Linked DNA regions of Mus musculus: regions 2 and 3 are each linked to region 1. A link is a contact called in public HiChIP or PLAC-seq and promoter capture Hi-C data. All regions are on one chromosome and are shown on one strand. Each heading gives the region's core, a stretch centred on a gene start, on an enhancer-like site or on the middle of the called end of the contact. The rest is flanking DNA. Distances are from core to core; before and after follow the strand shown. Region 1 holds the start of Abca8a (ATP-binding cassette, sub-family A (ABC1), member 8a). Region 2 has its middle 28 kb from the start of 1700023C21Rik. Region 3 overlaps Gm39444 (a long non-coding RNA gene).

The links. Promoter capture Hi-C pulls out the DNA fragments that hold promoters and counts their contacts. HiChIP or PLAC-seq counts read pairs in DNA pulled down with a chosen protein or histone mark.
Region 2: a contact with region 1 is called in an H3K27ac HiChIP or PLAC-seq map of heart atrium, with 5 times the contacts expected there. The contact joins the enhancer-like site here to the promoter of Abca8a in region 1. A contact is called at or near these places in 23 of 39 promoter capture datasets (the 3T3-L1 cell line, 3T3-L1-derived adipocytes, the C10 cell line and 14 more), 2 of 15 datasets of contacts at CTCF or cohesin (the NIH/3T3 cell line and embryonic stem cells), 69 of 484 Hi-C or Micro-C datasets (the AML12 cell line, the BV-2 cell line, the C2C12 cell line and 30 more), 7 of 115 datasets of contacts at active chromatin or transcription factors (bone marrow-derived dendritic cells, embryonic forebrain, embryonic stem cells and 4 more) and 2 of 9 other capture datasets (adipose tissue and macrophages).
Region 3: a contact with region 1 is called in a promoter capture Hi-C map of liver. The contact joins the enhancer-like site here to the promoter of Abca8a in region 1. A contact is called at or near these places in 16 of 39 promoter capture datasets (the 3T3-L1 cell line, 3T3-L1-derived adipocytes, the C10 cell line and 7 more), 1 of 484 Hi-C or Micro-C datasets (nephron progenitors), 2 of 115 datasets of contacts at active chromatin or transcription factors (extraembryonic endoderm stem cells and pancreatic cancer cells) and 1 of 9 other capture datasets (adipose tissue).

What each region holds. Positions count from the first base shown.
Region 1 is chr11:110,094,381-110,097,393 of GRCm38.p6, reverse strand. It overlaps Abca8a (ATP-binding cassette, sub-family A (ABC1), member 8a), which reads left to right and starts at 1,457. Exons shown (of 39, transcript NM_153145.4): 1 at 1,457-1,531.
Region 2 is chr11:109,872,641-109,875,653 of GRCm38.p6, reverse strand. No RefSeq gene overlaps it. Among named protein-coding and RNA genes, the nearest start is that of 1700023C21Rik, 28 kb to the right of the region's middle. Within about 2 kb of position 1,558, at least 35 of the 459 cell types and tissues checked have an H3K27ac peak or open chromatin away from gene starts, as enhancers often do. A contact at or near this core is called in adipose tissue, cochlea, fibro-adipogenic progenitors and 2 more, where this site is marked.
Region 3 is chr11:109,926,072-109,929,084 of GRCm38.p6, reverse strand. It overlaps Gm39444 (a long non-coding RNA gene), which reads left to right. Exons shown (of 2, transcript XR_880288.2): 2 at 272-1,280. Among named protein-coding and RNA genes, the nearest start is that of Gm39444, 3.0 kb to the left of the region's middle. Within about 2 kb of position 1,519, at least 23 of the 459 cell types and tissues checked have an H3K27ac peak or open chromatin away from gene starts, as enhancers often do. A contact at or near this core is called in adipose tissue and liver, where this site is marked.

The sequences.
Region 1 (3,013 bases), core at 208-2,707:
CAGCGATAGAGAAACCATCTGAGAATTCTGAATAGGTAAGGTCCCCAGAGATTCAAATGCATTTGCTTGGTTTATGAATTAAAAATTGATGGGTTAGGTTGTATAATCTTGGAGACTACAGAGAATGTTATCTGAAGTCATAAGTAGTTTTTGAAGACTCGTATTTTCAAAGTTCACTGACACACAGAAACTAATTTTTGGTTTTTTTTTTCTTTCTTTCTAGCTATGAAAACGAAAAAGAATTTTCTAAATATTAGCTGGGCAGTGGCTCACGCTTCCCTTCTTACTAAAATCTCTCTATTAAGCTGTGACTTGTCTAACTCGGGTCCTTTTAGGCTGCCTTACTTTTGGTTTTCAATCTCCTATACGTAGCTGAATGTTGTTCTGAGTGAATGTTGTTCTGAGCCATACTTCCCAAGACCCATAACGTTAGCATTTCTTCTAGGCTACAGTTACCAGGTGTGCCTGACTCACTGTAAAAGGGGCTGCTCAACCCCTCCTCACTCACTTCTCTTGCTCTCTTGCTCTCTTATCCTCTTTCCCCTTTGACCCTTCTCTCGCCATTCCCTGTGCTCATGGCCTCTACTCCTCTCTCTCTCTCTCTCTCTCTCTCTCTCTCTCTCTCTCTCTCTCTCTCTCTCTCTCTCTGTCTTTCTCTATCTCTACTCCCTCAACTCCCCCTCCCCATGCCATGAATAAACTCTATTCTATACTATACTATAACTGGTACCTCAGGGGGAAGGGATGCCTCAGCATGGGCCCCCAGAGGCATCCCCTTCCCCGACACCATATCGCACCTCTACCAAACATACCCTTCGCTGCTGCTTCTTCTTCTTCTTCTTCTTCTTCTTCTTCTTCTTCTTCTTCTTCTTCTTCTTCTTCTTCTTCTTCTTCTTTTTTATAAAACACAACACATAATGTTGAGCACATTTTAAAGATGGAGTCTATTGACTGATTCTGGCCAGAGCAGGAACTGAGGAAATGGACAGGATGGAAGATATGATATAGGAAAAAAATCAAGATATTGCTTTCTAGGCTGTTTGAAACATAATTAGAATATCTGCCTCAACATGGCAGAATAAGTCCAGAGCTCAGAGCCTTTTAAGGGACAATATTTTATTTTATTTTATTTTATTTTATTTTATTTTTTGAAATCTGTCAATTTCTTTTGGGGGAGGGCCCAGAAAAGTTACAAATTTGGACTCCCTCGGCAACACAGATTTTTCTGACACTATAATTAGTCAAATGAGTAGGGTTGGCAATTCTCTGCTGTGGGAACTGGCTGGAAGTCAATAAAAAAGAGATTTGTTCGAGAATGGTCACGTGAATACAGTGCTCAGCAGGCCAAGAAAATTACAACCACAATCTTCCTCCAAAAGCAGTCAGGCTGACTGGGAATGCTCAAAACAGGCAAACAGAATGAAAGCAATACAGATGTGATAGAGACCGGGGAGAAGTAGAACCCATTCTCTTGGAGTGGGGAAACAGAGGTAAGCCAAGACTCAGGATACTTTCTTCGGACATTCCAAATGTAAGTTCCTTTTTGCTTCTGTTTGGTTTGTATTACGTAACTATAAGTGAGATTTCATTTACTCAATGAGAACTTTTTAGGGAGAAGTTATTATTTATTTTTCTGCACAGAGTTTTAGTGTTTCTGGGTTTATTTTCCTGTGGTCTGCAAGGGGAAGTTGTGGGTAGTTTTAAAGACATTGTCATATTTTCTAGTTTTAAGTAAAGATGTGGGAATGTGCCTGTAATGTGTTAGTAATGGTGAGAAATGTAAGCAGGTCTTCTGGAAGCATTTTCTGTGTGAATATGAATGTGAATCTGCTGCCCAGCTGCAGTTAGACACACACATGTGCATGAACTGTACAGTAACTGGCAGGCATTTCCAATACACTTTCTCTCTAATCCTGAGAAGTCTTTAGTATGGCATTTAGAGAAATGCTTTTATGTCTCAGCCTGTTATTCTCAGACTTACAGGTTGTTTGTCTATTTGTTGGTTTTGTTTTGTTTTGTTTTGTTTTGTTTTTAACATAAGATTCTTTCCTGCACGTTTTTATTTGTTGGGTATGATGTATTGAATCATACTGAGGCATGTGCCACTTCACTACAATGGCATTACTTCAAATGTCATACCCTTTGCTGTCGGCAGGAGTTTGCAGTAAACAGGGTTTTGTTGATTGGCACAGAGTCAATAACATTCACTCACGCTGAAGCAAAGCCTTCAGTTTTACTTGTACATGAGCTAGCATGGATCTAGGAACCAGAGAAGGAAGGAAAAGCAAACAAGAGGGACGTTTTACCGAGCTTATTTATGCTGCATGGCTGATTTGCAGTGGAACTCTGAGATAGAGAGTTAGTCTTAGTTCTGGCTACAAAGGGCTGTGGCTGCTCCCTTGACTGGTTCAAGTTATCCCATCTCTCTAAGAATGTTCCCGTTGCCCGGAGCAATTCTTGGGGCTTCTGGACACCCTGACTTAAAACATTTATTTATTTATTTATTTATTTATTTATTTATTTATTTATTTATTTGTTTTTGCTAATACTACATTCTTCTCCATTTGTCAGCCCAAAAGGCTTTCTGATATCTTTTCTCCACCCTTTTGTACGAAGACTTGCCTCTGAGCCTTATTATATAACCATGTGTTGTTTTCTTCTCTGGAAATAAGCTGTGAGTGGCTACTGTGCAACTACTGCCCAATGGGACTGTCCCATCAACTCTACACCTGAATTTTTATCCTGGGAAATAGGCATTTCTCTGTTTGAACTTGTCTCATGACTGGGATGATAGCATCATGCAGGGAAACTTCTATTCTCTATCTGTATGGCAATATCCCAATATCCCATCACAACATGGTCGACCAGTTTTAGGCAACATGTTGGTAAAAAGGTTATTTCTACCAATTATTAAGACATAAGAGCCAGTTGGCACAGACCATCATAGGACACCACAGTGGAGTCAATGGCCATGGCAAGCCTCCCAGAAAAGTGATTTCTCGCTAAAGTGACT
Region 2 (3,013 bases), core at 309-2,808, 220 kb after region 1:
GAATCAGAGCAGAGCCTCCCAAATACTTGTGTCATCTTTGGCTTCCACCATCTTTGGCTTCCACCAAGGCTGCCAAGAGGCATGAATGAGACCATTTGGGGCTTTTAGCCAGGAGAGAAGCTGGTTTCTTAATCAGCCTAACATGTAGTTTGTTTGTTACCAGTGATGGCAGAACTGGTTTTTGTTGGTGTTGTTTTGTTTGTTCGGTTGGTTGGTTGGTTGGTTGGTTGGTTGGTTGCTTGGTTGCTTGCTTGGTTGCTTGGTTGGTTGGTTGCTTGGTTTTAACAGAACACGGTGCTTTTCATGAGCAGACCCCTTCTTTGTTTCTCACAATTATCTTGTGTAGGAGGAATGAAGGTCTGATTATTCCCATCGGTAGACTGGCTATGTTATCAACTGAACAGCTGCGCCATTCAGGGAACTGGATGAGGCCCCAGGGAAATGATAACAACAAAGTAACTCTGGCCCTCACAGAGTCTAATGGGGAAGGCAGATGTCCAGTGAGTTACAGAAGATTACAACACCGTACAATGAGGCCTACAGACTAGGAAAACAGGACTCCATGGGGGTTAGTGATTTACAAGGGGCAGTAAGGTAGATGATTGACAGCTATAGTTGCATTTGTGCATTCGTATGCACTCATGTACACTTGTACATATGGAGGCCAGAGGTCAATGCCAAGTGTCTCCCTCAGCCACTCTCCACCTTAATGTTCAAGGCAGGGTCTCTCACCAATTCTCCTACATTGGTTGGACTATGGATTCCAGGGATATCTGCCTTGTCTTTGTCTCCCCGGAACTAGGATCACAGCCACAGAGCCTGGCTTCTTGTCTGGGTTGTGGAGATCAAAATCAGATCCTCATGATTCTGAGGCGAGTATTTTACCCATTGAACCATGTCCCCGGGCCTCATCTCTCTAGAGGACAGTTAGAAAGATAGGGCTAGTGATAGGCACGATCTTAGTATGTGATACCTGGAGGGTTCTCGTGAATCAGAAGGTAGAGAGCTTAGACACATTGCTGAGCAGCCGTGGGAGAATGAGCTAGGTGCCTCAGTGAGGTAGATGTACCCAGTGAGGGCTCTGGTGGCCCTTTGTCACACAGAGATGCATGAATAGCAGAGTTGAAGGCATGAACTTCGGGTTAGACCCTTCATGGCAAGCCTCTGGTGACGACCATCACCGATTACTCTTTATGTGCCGAGTTTTCTGATGGCAGGCGACTTAATCTCTCTGAGCACCAAGTCCCTCATTCTCACACAAGGAAACAATAGTACCCTCCTCAGATGCTGGCTGTGGAATTCAGGAGAGGGAGTTATGCAATCTGGTTTGCTTATTGTGTGACCCACAACGTACCCCATCCCTTAGAGGAATGTTGGTTTTCAATGAGGAAGTGTGTACGTACCACATTCGTGAAGTATTATCATTATCAGTACAGCGGAAGAGGCTAGCCCCCTCTCCCCCCCCACCCCGTCTTTCCGAGGCTACCCCGCCCCCCAGAGCCGCACGGAAATGGGATGGCTGTGGTGAGGTTCGGACAGATGTTGTTTCTTGCTGTGGCCAGGGAGATAATGAGAACGACTTCCGTGCCGGGAGAAGGCTTGGACCAAATGTTCTCAAGAGTCCCATCCAACTCTTAAATTCCATGAGAGTAAGAAAAACCAAATGGTTGGATTGTAGCAGTCAGGAAGCTTCTGTCCCTCTGGGGCAGCAGGAAAAGGTCACAGAGCTCCGGCCATGAAATCGGTTCTTTCTAGAGCGCGCTCCTCCTCCCAGCCCCAACCCAGCTTCTTATTTACAGCCACAGAGGAGTCCTTTGTTCATGTACCCTTCCCTATAGGAATCTGGGAACATGTTCTAAAATTCCAGAATGTGCAAAGATTGGGGGGGGGCTTGCCTTATTTGTATCATTCCCCCAAAAAACCTTTTCATAGAAATACTCCCCACCAAGGAATGCAAAGAATTATCATGATATTTAGGATATTAGGATATATAATAAGCATTTTAAAACTGTGTTTTGTAATACTTGGTTCTGTGAGACCCTAGTGCGGGGAAAAAAACCTTGTTTTGTGGAGATGCGTAAATTAGTTTTCAGATTGCGCCATCTTCTGGTCGAATCTGGAAAATATTCTGATGGATTTCTTTCTTTTTTTTATTTTTATTTTTTTTTTTTTTTTGAGACAGGGTTTCTCTGTGTAGACCTGGCTGTCCTGGAACTCACTCTGTAGACCAGGCTGATCTCGAACTCAGAATTCCGCCTGCCTCTGCCTCCCAAGTGCTGGGATTAAAGGTGTAAGTCACCACCGCCCGGCTCTGATGGGCTTCTTATTTTTAGCAGAGCTATGGCATGAATTTGCTCCTGATGAAGGTGGACCAAAAATGTGTCTCCCCAGTATTTGATCCTGGTTTCTTGGGAAGTAGCAGCTTGAACTGCATTCAGATCTAACCAGGGACGGTTCCCTTTAATAATCACTGTGTTTCTTCTGAAGAGCTTCTGCTGGTCTAGCTCAGATATAGGCTCAACCTCTAGGAAGAAGACTCTTGCAAAAGACCCTCAGCTGCCAATGTTACTGGACACATCAGTCATTTTCTTTTAATTGTCTGAACACACTTAAAATGACTCCTGTGACTTGGAGGCAGGGGACAGTGGGAGATGTGAGACCTGAGACCCAGGAACTGAAATCTCTAGTCTACTCATTATAAAGGCAGGTTGATCAAGAATATATGCAAATTGGAAGGTGGAGTGTGGAAAGATGGTGCCGTGGTTAAAAGCACTCGTTGCTCTAGCAGAGAACCTAAGTTCACTTCCTAGTACTCCTATGGTGACTTACAGCCGTCCCTAGTTCCAGATCAAGGGAGTCTAACATCCTCTTCTGACCTCCACAAGCCCCTAGCATTTGTGTAATTCACAGAGACACATAAATGGAAACACTCATACACATAAGATAAATCAACTTTAAGATTTTCAAAAGAACAAATGCAAACGATTCACTTTAGAAGAATTCTCTCATGTGA
Region 3 (3,013 bases), core at 270-2,769, 170 kb after region 1:
TTGCTGAAGCAGACACGGGTGAAAAGATGTTTTGTTATAGCAGACACATGAAAGGATGTGTGGTGTTTAGAAAGAATGTAAATATGAGCCCACAGACAATGGGAGCTGGGGCATTGGTTCGCTTTGCTCCACCTTGACAGTCTGCTGGCAACATGGATGTATTGGTTCACCTTGCATTGCATTGCTGCGTTTCCTTTGTAATGACTTAATAGAGAAAAGCTTACCAAAGAACTTCTCATGACATCCCTGTGTCTTCTTGCCTCTTCCACAGAATCAGGCTGGTTGGTGAGCCTCACGGTTTCTTCTGAACTGAACTGCCCTTGACAATTCATGTGTGGTGTCTGTCAAGTGGACCGGATTGCAGATGCTAATTTGTGTTTTGTGTTTGTCTAGTGAACTGGACTGAGAACAACAATGATTGGAATCACCCCCCAAAGAACTATTTCTAAACATGTCCACTTCCCCTGTCTCCTAATTACCTTTCTTTTCCACTACTTCTGGTGGGTGATGGGATAGAAGGGAGATTGAACCCTTACAAAGATAGGTTGTGAAAAATATATGCCTATAAAACCCTCTGTCCCCATTCATGTATATCACCATAAAAGAAGAAGACATATATTGTGATTGTATTTTCCTGAGACTAAGTTTGCATATCTAACTGACCTTTTTCATTATCTAGAAAGATGTAGCAATTTGGAATCCCAAGGAATATAATGCCAAGCTGGGAGCTTTCTGGATATATGATTAGAATAGAGCATCCAATCCTACCAAACCTTAACACACTATGTTGTTACAGTAGAATCCCAGACACTAGACATTTCTTCTTCTCTATTTCTGTAAGTCAATGTTCAGAGATCAGTAGATTAATCAAAATCATACAATAGCTAAAGAGCTTACCCAGGGTCCTACTGACAATTGATCTTCTCATCGCTCCAAACAGCTTCAATGTCATGCTAATTTGGTTTGGAAAGCAGCAGGTGTAGAAACCCCAGACCCTTCCCAACGTGCTCCAAATTCAATCAGAAATGAAATCATACCTATGTGGTATGAAGCAAAAAGATAACAAAATAACATTATAGAATGCCATGCTGCATGCTATCAACAGAAGTGTTCACTGCAATATTTTAAGGAAGGGCTGGAGAGATGGTTTAGTCGTTTTTCCAGAGAACTCCAGTTCAGTTCCTAGCACCCACTTTGGGTGACTCTAATTTCAGCTCCAGAGAATCAGACATCTTTTTCTGCCCTTTATCTGCACAAATACATACACACACACACACCAATAAATAATAAATAAATTTTAAAATCTTTTTAATGTTTAAAGATAAGGAGATGCATTTTGGAATTAGCCTGTCTTATGAATGTGAGCTGAAAGACATTTATCCTTGAATTTGAAGGAATCATTGGAGGCTTATGGGTGAGAGCAGAACAAAATTACTGGAAAGCAACTGGAGGGTTATCAAAGATAAATTGTTCTTACTTCAATACAAGGCACATGGCCAAAGGTGACCTGTTTGACCAAGAGTCTGCAAACATTTCTTTAGTGGTGACTAACTGGCCCTTCTAGTTACAGTCTGTGGGTTTCTGGGGTTCAAAAGAAACTGGCAAAGTCCGCCTCAAATGGAATGGCAGCAAGCCAATAACTAGGAAAACAGCTCAAATACAGTAAGTAGCTTAATTCTATTGTGATTTGGAGGCGGTGGAGACCAGTAACTCACAAGGTAATCATTTAAGTGGTAATCATCTAGAAAGACTGGGAAGAGGATAAGGAAGGAGAAAACAAAGAGATACCTAGAGTGACTTGTCTTCAGATCTGTGCCATTCTGAACCAAAGGTCATCTGACTCTTTGTATAATGGCCACAGCCACAGTTATTGGCCATCAGCCATCAGATTTTACTGGGGTTCTGTTTTTGGTTTTGTTTTTGGTTATTGTGAAACCCAAACCACAGCTGTTAAGCACTTAGTTGCAGCTGTCTGGCAATGACATTCTGCCTCTACTTGATATAAACTCCATGTGTTCCTTTGTGAATGACCTCTTCCTTTGCTTCGCTGATAAGGACTTTTGAATAGTAAAGATATTTACACTTGTGGGGGTTGCTGCATCGGTGGACACAGACTTCTGAAGCATTGTGTTGCCTGTCTGATGTTTCAAACACAGGAATTTAGAATGGAATGTGGTCCAAGAGCCTGGATCCCAGGTCTCTTAAGAGAGCCCAGAGACAGAGATTGCTGGCAAAGAAAGCAGAAGAAGGGAAAGATGGGGTCTACGAGGGAGAGGGATGGTGTCAGAGGGTGAGAATGAAGGGAGAGGTGGATCTTCCACCACTCGAATCATAAAAAACCTGATGGAACTCCAGCGTGTGAAAGGTCAGGACATTATATTCAAAGGAAGTAGAGGAGTCCAGTAAGCTATAAGAGCTTCTGAGACTAGTGAAGAGAAGCAACTTAGGACAAATATTGAAACCCAATATAAAACAAAGACAGCCTTGTTCTCTACCAAAAGCTTTATGCAAGCTACTTCTAACAGTCAAGACATTAAAGACAGTGCTGGTGGTTTTTATTTCTATTAAACCATGTGTCCTAGTCTGATTTTCTGTCACTATAGTAAAACGCTGGCCAAGTCCAGTTAAGGAGAAAGGGGATGACTTCGCCTTACAGGTTACAGACTTTAATAGAGGGGAGCTAAGGCAGGAACCTGAAGGCACAAATGAAACAAAGACCACAGTGGAATGATGCGGATTGGTTTGCTCCTCATGCCCTGCTCCCCTTGCTTCTCTACACAACACAGACCTATGTGACTAAGGGTGGCACTTCCCACAGTAGGCTGGGCCCTCATCAGTGAATTAACAATCTAGAAAATGTCTCACAGACATGGATGCAGAACAGTCTGATGTGAATAATTGTTGAGTCGAGGTTTGCTCTTCCTAGGTGACTTCAGGGTTTCATCAGGGCTGACATCTGAAGCAAACTTTGACCTTTCCACATCTTGCCAATATTTTTTATGTCATAAGTTAG